Regions from separate parts of the Mus musculus genome. Here regions 1 and 3 are each linked to region 2. The links are chromatin contacts, called in public ChIA-PET and Hi-C maps. All regions are on one chromosome and are shown on one strand. The core of a region is the stretch at or near the end of the contact, and the rest is flanking DNA. Distances in the headings are between cores, read along the strand shown.

Evidence for each region. A called contact is a pair of places that touch in the nucleus more often than the background predicts. ChIA-PET counts read pairs in DNA pulled down with a chosen protein or histone mark.
Region 1: a contact with region 2 is called in a Hi-C map of cerebral cortex, with 2.6 times the contacts expected there. The contact joins two enhancer-like sites. A contact is called at or near these places in 1 of 39 promoter capture datasets (macrophages), 29 of 484 Hi-C or Micro-C datasets (the Ba/F3 cell line, the CH12 cell line, the P5424 cell line and 10 more) and 2 of 115 datasets of contacts at active chromatin or transcription factors (both in embryonic stem cells).
Region 3: an RNA polymerase II ChIA-PET map of effector CD8 T cells shows a contact between it and region 2, with 42 read pairs. The contact joins two enhancer-like sites. A contact is called at or near these places in 7 of 484 Hi-C or Micro-C datasets (the G1E-ER4 cell line, the N1E-115 cell line, Th1 cells and 3 more), 3 of 115 datasets of contacts at active chromatin or transcription factors (effector CD8 T cells, embryonic stem cells and large pre-B cells) and 3 of 9 other capture datasets (adipose tissue, liver and pancreatic islet).

Annotation. Positions count from the first base shown.
Region 1 is chr11:21,009,744-21,012,443 of GRCm38.p6, reverse strand. No RefSeq gene overlaps it. Among named protein-coding and RNA genes, the nearest start is that of Peli1, 80 kb to the left of the region's middle. Within about 2 kb of position 1,318, at least 25 of the 459 cell types and tissues checked have an H3K27ac peak or open chromatin away from gene starts, as enhancers often do. A contact at or near this core is called in cerebral cortex, where this site is marked.
Region 2 is chr11:21,173,234-21,175,933 of GRCm38.p6, reverse strand. No RefSeq gene overlaps it. Among named protein-coding and RNA genes, the nearest start is that of Vps54, 64 kb to the left of the region's middle. Within about 2 kb of position 1,298, at least 121 of the 459 cell types and tissues checked have an H3K27ac peak or open chromatin away from gene starts, as enhancers often do. A contact at or near this core is called in Th1 cells, Th17 cells, cerebral cortex and 1 more, where this site is marked.
Region 3 is chr11:21,302,526-21,305,225 of GRCm38.p6, reverse strand. The region is part of intron 12 of Vps54 (VPS54 GARP complex subunit); the gene reads right to left. Among named protein-coding and RNA genes, the nearest start is that of Mir1933, 41 kb to the left of the region's middle. Within about 2 kb of position 1,400, at least 17 of the 459 cell types and tissues checked have an H3K27ac peak or open chromatin away from gene starts, as enhancers often do. A contact at or near this core is called in Th1 cells, Th17 cells and effector CD8 T cells, where this site is marked.

The sequences.
Region 1 (2,700 bases), core at 69-2,568, 160 kb after region 2:
ACTGCGGTTATATACAGTTGTGAGCTGTTATGTGGGTGCTAAGAATTGAGCCCAGGTTCTTTGAAGAGCAAGAAGTGCTCTTAACCACTGAGCCATCCATCACTCCCGCCTCACCTCTTCCTCATCCACCTCTGTAAATCCTTATTGGTTCGTCATCTTTTAATTTTTTTTAAAAACTAGTTTCTTGTTTAACTGTCCCAGCTGGAATTCTGCTAGGAATAATGGTGACCTTGGCTATAACTTCTAGTGTTCACATTCCTGGAACATTTGTCTAATGCTCCTTGTCTGACTCTGGCCCCACTTGCCGTAACATCTCAGCGGCTGCTCAGTGCTGTGTATCTGTTCTGGGATGGCTGTGGGGTGGGGAAGCTAATTGCTTTCATACTGCAGCCTTCACTGTTCTTTGGTTTTCCTTTTATAATGTAATTTCTTCCATTTCCAGTTTGTAAGCAAGACGCAGAACCTCTCTCTTAATGGAGGAAATAATGGAGTAGATGCACTAAGAAAGTTTCCAGTAATTTCTGTTAAGTGAACTCTTAAGACCAACAACAACAACAACAGAAAACAGTGGCTCTGCCTCTCCCAAAGCCTGCTGTGTACCTCAAACCAGTGAAATGCATTTACTCTACATTCATGTTATCAGTGCTGGAAGATCTCTCCATCAGTCAAAATCAAGAAAACAAAATACAAGTATTAATATATGGTCCATCTGGTTGCTTCTTTAACGGTTTTAAAAAATGGATAGTCTGTAACATGGACTGACACCAATGTCTCAACCCTGTATCAGGTGGGATAGAGCCTGCAGAAGTTGAAATGCATGTCTAGCCACATGTGTGAGTTATAAAGACAGCACAGAAGCCCCAGTGAGTAGCCTGTCTGTTTCTCATGATTCTGCACCATACATGCAGGGAGTGACCTTCATAAAGGGGGGCCCTTAGCTTAGCAGTTGCAGACTTCACTCTAAGTCCACACTGTGTGCTCTTCTATTAGTCTTCAAAAAAGAGCTCCCTCCTTCCTTCTAACTCCCTGTCAGAAGACTCTTAGGTCTTTGAACCCCGAGCAGGGGTGTCCAAACTTTTGGCATTGACACGCCATCTTGTCATTTACAAAATTCAGGTAGCAGAACACAAAACCAAAATTAAACAAAACAGAACCCGCAAAAAGAAGATCACTTTTAGAAATTCAAAATGTTCGCAATTCTGTGTTGGGCCGCATTCATAGCCTTCAAAGCATTGGGGTCAGATGGTAGACTGGAGTTAGGAGCCTGCCCAGCCAAGCGGCTTTGGGGCAGTCATGAATATTCATAAGAGTGTGGGGCCCGGCCTGCCAGTGAGTTTCTGGCAGTTGGGAGCCTGGGAAAGGATGGGCCAAAGCATTCGCAGTTCTTGTTTTGTGAGCTCTGCTGACTTCAGACATCCTCCCTGCTGCCTCTCACGGCCCAAGCGCTTGGGTCCTTCCTGACTTAGGGCCTAGGTGCTGCAGTTGAAGAGGCTTCAAATCCCCACTCCACCCACCAGACAGTGCAAGGCAAATTCTACCCAGAAAATTCAGACATCTCTTCTCTCTGAGTTTGTTCAGTTAACAGAAGGAGATGTGCCTGTGCGCATAATTGGAGGTCTCTCTCCTTCAGTGGCACCTCCAGCTTTACAAATCTCCTTGCTCTTGTGATCACAACTGCTCTGCACATTTCTTTATTTTAGATCTCGAAACTATATTGTCTTTATTCCCACCCCCAACCTACCCCACCCCATTCTTTATTTAGTATAGCACAGTAATTAAAAGTCAGACATTTGAATTCAGAATCCTGCTTGCCCACTTTAGAAGCTCCGTGAATGTGGCGCCATTACCCTCTGCTTCTTCATCTGTTGTTACCACCTACCATATGGATTTGGTCTGAAAAGGAAATGAGTCTCAACAGAAATGCTTAACTCTGCCCCACAAGCAGCAAAGCATTTAGTCCGGCGATTGAACCGAGGGCCTAGGCACATACTAGACAAGAGCTCTACTACCAAGCTACACCCTCATCTTCCTTCTTATTAATTTATATTTTGAATGGACAAACCTGGCCCCAAACAGGGGAATGTCACAGTGGAAACCATCTGGGGCAAATACTACTGAAGTTGGAGTCGTATCAGAAGTCGAAGGGCCAATAAATGGTATCCAGCAAATAAGGAGAAAGGCTGGACCCAGAGAGAAAGCAGAGGGAGTCCAGCCGTGGCGCTGGGATGCTGTCACGGTGAGGAAGCATGGGCCCTGGGCAATTTGAGAACGCTATGCTTACTTGAGCCCTAAGCTGTGCTGCAGACCACACTCTCTGCCCTTCTTGCTCCCACCCTCACTATCCGGTGATTTGACACCTTTTTTTTTTTTTCCCCCGTTTTTTCTTTTTTTGGTTTTTCGAGACCAGATTTCTCTGTATAACCCTGGCTGTCCTGGAACTCACTCTGTAGACCAGGCTGGCCTTGAACTCAGAAAGCCACCTGCCTCTGCCTCCCAAGTGCTGGGATTAAAGGCAAGCGCCATATGCTCATCATGCTGTCACACACTTGCCTGGCCTAGCCCCTCTAGGTGGTCAGTTGGCTGTACCTTTGCCTTGTCTGTTTCTCCTGATACTGTCTACCCTCCATCTCTCCACTACACGTTTTGACCCCTGGGTTCCCACTGGTCGCCAGATCTCTCTCTTTACATCTTCCTAAAGCA
Region 2 (2,700 bases), core at 49-2,548:
TTTAACACTAATCTCAAAAATTGCTTTGAGTGCTAAATACTTTAGTCAACTTCAAGAACTTATAGAACTTAATTTTAAGGCTTAAAAGGGACATTAACCAGGGATGGGTAGATGGTGGCTAATGTGCACACTACACAAGTGTGAGGACCTTAGTTCTGATCCCCAGACATCTCCTACAAAAAAATCCCAGCATGGCAGTGCATACCCTTTACTCTGTGACTAGTCACTATAGCCCAAGTGATGATCTCCTGGTCCAGTGAGCTCCCAGCTCAAACATGAAAGTGGAAAAGCAGTTGAGGAAGATATCCTGACATGAGTCTACACACACACACACACACACACACACACACACACACACACACACCACAGAGAGAGACAGAAACAGACATAGAGAGAGACAGAGAAAGAGACAGAAACACAGAGACACAGAGACAAAGACAGAGAGCCCAGTGTCTAGGAACTTTGGGTTTACCTATAAATGAAACTCTTCTGTTTTGGGTCCATGGCTCTTATGTCCTACACTTCAGAGACAAAAGACAAGAAAGTCCGTAAATCACAGTGTCACTTTTATCATCAATTAACATGATGCAGTCTCGAAACACAAATAAACGTGGCATGAAGATAACGAGCGGAGTGTTTTTGGAGCTATGACACATGCCTATTCTTCTAAGACAAGACTCTGTAAGCAGGCATGCTGTGTCTGAGGATGCTACGCATGTGCACAACATGGAGACTGTTCAGGAATTGCCTGTCTTGATTCTGTGGTAATTTTTGATTAGTACTGTGTCTTCATATGCTTTAAGGAAGTTATGCATTTCAAAGTTTATATGTTTTTATTTAAATTTGAGACAAACTCTCACAATATAGCTCGTTCTGGTTTTCAACTCTATCGTCCTGAGTCAACCCTAGAGTTCTGGGATTACAGGTATGCACTGCTACTCCTAGGCTGTTTATTAAAGTTTATATACATTTAAAGTTAGTTTTTCATAATTAAATTTGGTGTACTTCTAAAGAATTTCTTGATGTTTCAGTTGAATCCTTCTGTGAGTTCAACATAGTCAAACACATTCTCCAATATCTAAGTACCCTGAGTTTATAGGACCATTTACTTTAATGAAAGTGATTTGAAAAGACAGGAATTTTAAGTACAAAAGCTCAGAAGCACCAGAGACAGTAGAACTTCAAAGCATCAAGGCTCTGGCCCCTCCCCACCAAGCCCACCTCTTAGACTTCTGTTTAAAACCACCATTTCCTGTTTGGAGTTCTTGTCTCACAGCTGAGAAAAAACAAAGGTCACGTGACTTCCGTTCAGCATCTGCCCAGCAGACAGGCCAAGGTGAGAAGACTAAGCAACAACAGGGGAGGCCGTGGGAGGATTGCGGCCAAGCCGGCCTTCTGAGAAACAAGACAGGCAGCTTTGCTCACACCCTCCTTTGCTGCAAGAGTCCTGGCAGCCTCAAAAAGAAAGTTCTGGAATCAAACCAGACCCTTGTGCTTGTTTGGCTGAGAACTTGAAACAAATCCTAGATCAGTCCACTTAAGAAAACAAGCCGATCTGGAGACCATATATACCGGCAGGCATTCTCTGTTGCCTGACAATAGCAGGTAGCGTACCACTACCAACTAATGACCTCCGCAGAATCCTTGGACCTATCTGCGGGTCTTCTGTAGCCCTTTTTTCATAATTAATATTATTTTAAATAACTTGACTCTTTGCTTGATATAAATAACCAAGCTTGTCTTGCTGGTGTGAAACAGCACAGCGCCCCCACCCAGTCCGTCAGTCCCCGAGTCACCCCTACCCTGCATTTCTAGTTCCCACTGCATTTCTAGTTCTTTACATGTGAGCTTTGGTTTACAGGAGTTGTCCAACAGTTCTTGTATTTCCACTCTCAGCATCCTGTGGATGTGTGCTTTGTTCAAGCATCTCTGAAACATAGAAGGACTAGGCTTGGATGAGGCTTAGATCCCACTCTTAAAGCTTTTACATTGATTGCCTCAAAGCATAGCCCACACATCCCATCCATGTGGATAAATGTCAAGAGAGATAGATGGGGCTAGATAGATAGATCGATCGATCTATTTCTCCAGTTCTTTTGGACTGAGTACTAGACTTGACTTACCCCTCCTCACTTCTTGAGGATCATGTCACATGACCTCCCTGACCCAGGGTTTGGTTTTTTTTTTTCTCTATCTTATTTTGCTTTATCTTTTATCTTCAGCAGAAGCAGCATTTCAAAACATCAAGGCTGACTCCATAGTCAGCATTTGAATGTACTTATGTACACTTAAATATGCTTAAGTGCAGATGTTCCCCTGAATCTATGTGTATTTATGTCTATGTGTGCACATACATACATATGTATATGCATGTGAAGGTCAGAGTACAACTTGAGGAGCCCTTCCTTGTTTTGGAAATAGGGTCTCTCACCTGTGACTTGGCGCTCACCTGTTAGGTTAAGCTCACTGTAGCTGAGTCCCAGAGATCTGTTGCTATCTCACCAGTACTGGAATTTTAAGTGTGTGCCACCTTGCCCAGCTTTTAACTGTGGAGAGCTTTGGGGGCTAGAAACTTGGCAGGAATGTGACTTTGGGCCAGGACAGGGAAGTGGGCTCAGATATCTTGGTCATCCTGATAAGCTCCTAGAAACAGTGATCAAGGGACCTTGTTTATTGCCTTGCTTGTTCCTTGACTATTTG
Region 3 (2,700 bases), core at 151-2,650, 130 kb before region 2:
GAGCCCTTAAGGAAGCTGTATTAAACAGTTGTGTTTATATTTTGAGGGGAAATGCAAGATTTTTCTATTTCTAAATATTTCCATTCAAGAAGCATAAAGACCACAGAGCTTGGCAGTGGTAGCATGCACCTTTAATCCCAGCACTCAATAGGCAGAGGTAGGCAGATCTCTGAGTTCAAAGACATCCTAGCATACAAAGCAAGTTCCAGGACAGCCAGGGCTATACTGAGAAACCCTGTCTAAATAAAATAAAATAAATAAATAAATGCCACTTATTCTATGCCAACAATTCTTTAGCATCATAATAAGCCAAGTTAAGTGCCTGTGTCATTTATAGCCCTTTCGATGGAATAAGACAATTTTCAAAGTTATTATTAGCAGGCTCTGATTTATATTACTGGGTTATGATATTGAAGAAAGTTTATTATCCCTCAAAATTATATCGCTAAACCTATTTACTAGTGTCTTAGAATAACAGCAGGGTTAATAGTCTTAAGGTATTCTCAAAACAGTCTTGTATAATTTTACTGAGTCAGGTAGACTGTGGCCCTCAGTAGTTTAAATGATCAACCCACAGCTGCAATAGTAAGAGAGAAAGACCAAAATCTAGAATTGGTCTCTAATTCATTAAACTTCCTCTGTTCCATAATTTCAGGGATTAGGGGGACGGGACAGATGTAGTGGGTACAAATGGAGCCAGAACGCAACCTTTGGTTTCCTTCCTCAGGGACCATTTACCTCGTTTATGACACAGAGCCTCACACTAGCTCAGCAAGTAGGCTAGGCAAGTTGGCTAGGCAAGTTGGCTAGTCATTTCCATGCCTCTGCCTGTTCAGCACTTCGATCTCAAGAGCACACCTCCACATCCAACGTATGACCTGTGTTCAGATGTAAAACTCTTTTTGCTGACTTGAGTTTCCTCTCCAATGCTCAAAACACTTATTTATATAAAAACAGTCTGGTACTAATGCCAATTCCAACCAAAAAATGCTCATTTAGATGTTCAAATTTCCTACTGAAATGAGGTCTTATTTTCTAAAGGATTACTAAAAATTTGCCATGTAACAGAATCACTAATGAATTTAGAACCCTTAGCCATATGCTACTAACTCACAAAGACATAAACAGAAAACAGTAAATAAAAAGTTTTTAAATACTGCAGTGGCCTAACCAAAAGTGTGAATGTTCTTAGATCTTGTTTAATTAGCTGTAATTTTTCCTTAGAAAAGCTCTTTGAGTTTAATTGCTTTTAACTTCCCTGTCACCTCCGAGTTGAGTGGCAAGCTTTCAGGCACTGGTGTATAAGCTGAACATAAGCAGAACCATAGACAGTGCCTATGTTTCATCCTGTGGTAACATGCAATGAAGGAATGCCAGAGAAGATTCTAAAGTGACAGACAATGAGGACAGGAAATAAACCCACATAAACAACTGTGATGCAGGCTTAAGACTGTCAAATGTCACAGCAAGCTGCTAGCTGCTTTCAATACTTCTCTCCCCTGCCACAGTAACGGCTTTAGCTGCACAAGTATCTTTAACTGACAGACAGACAACTAACTAAAGACTCTAGTTCTCAAGCTCTTTTACAGAGCGAGTCATATGTCACATCCTAGCCTCTGCTGTGGAAGTGACAGTAAAAAGTACAAATTCTAGACCATGTTCCTAAAAAACAAGAGCAAGATGGAGAGTGAAGCTAGGGCCTCCCTCATGCCAGGTCAACTCTCTCCTACTGCAGTGAACATGGTGCTTTATCACAGAATAAGAAACGTAATGATAGCCGGGCATGGTGGTGGCGCCTTTAATCCCAGCACTCGGGAGGCAGAGGCAGGAGATTTCTGAGTTCGAGACCAGTCTGGTCTATAGAGTGAGTTCCAGGACAGGCAGGGCCACACAGAGAAACCCTGTCTCAAAAAAACAAAAAAACAAAAAAAAAAAAAAAGAAAGAACAAACGAACGAAGGAATGAACTGTAATGACTACACACTTCTCTGAGTATCTGGTTTATAGCAACAGTGGTACTACATACAGAACAGTAAGGAAGATGGCATTTTAGCTAAATGAGCTAAAGGATTATCTAGGTATAGGAGGAAAAAAAGGAAGAAAATCTTGCATGATACAAAACAATTACAGAGAAACTGTCAATCTAATTGTCAAAGGGACATATTTAAAATTAATAGCCTTTTTTAACCAAAAAGACCTTAACTAGAGAATGAAGTAGGAATTCACAAAGTGGTAGATGATTTTGCAATATGGTTGGAGAGCAGACATGTGCTTACACAAGCAACTCCAGCAAATCACTAAGAAAGGAAGAGGGAGGGAGGGGGGGGCAGACAGGCAAAGACCCTCTTTATACACTTGCCAGGAGAAGCTATCAAAAGGGACAGTAAGTACACGGAAAGGTGTTCTCCTACCAATAACCAGGACAAAACTAAAACTCCTACAGTTGCAACCTAGACTCCGAGCAGCCAACATGTACAAGACTACCAAATGGGGAGAGTGAGGGGAGTGAATGAAGATGTGAGGCAATGGAACTCTTCCTGACAGGACTCTAAGTAATGAGCAAATGCACATGAGGCTAAAAACCCAGAGAACCTTCCCGCTTCTGCTTTTACAGGGCAGACTGGTGTGTCCAGGGCCTTCCCTTCTGCAGTCTTTTCCTCTTGAATTATAACCTTAACTGAGAATGCCCAGTTATGTGTAT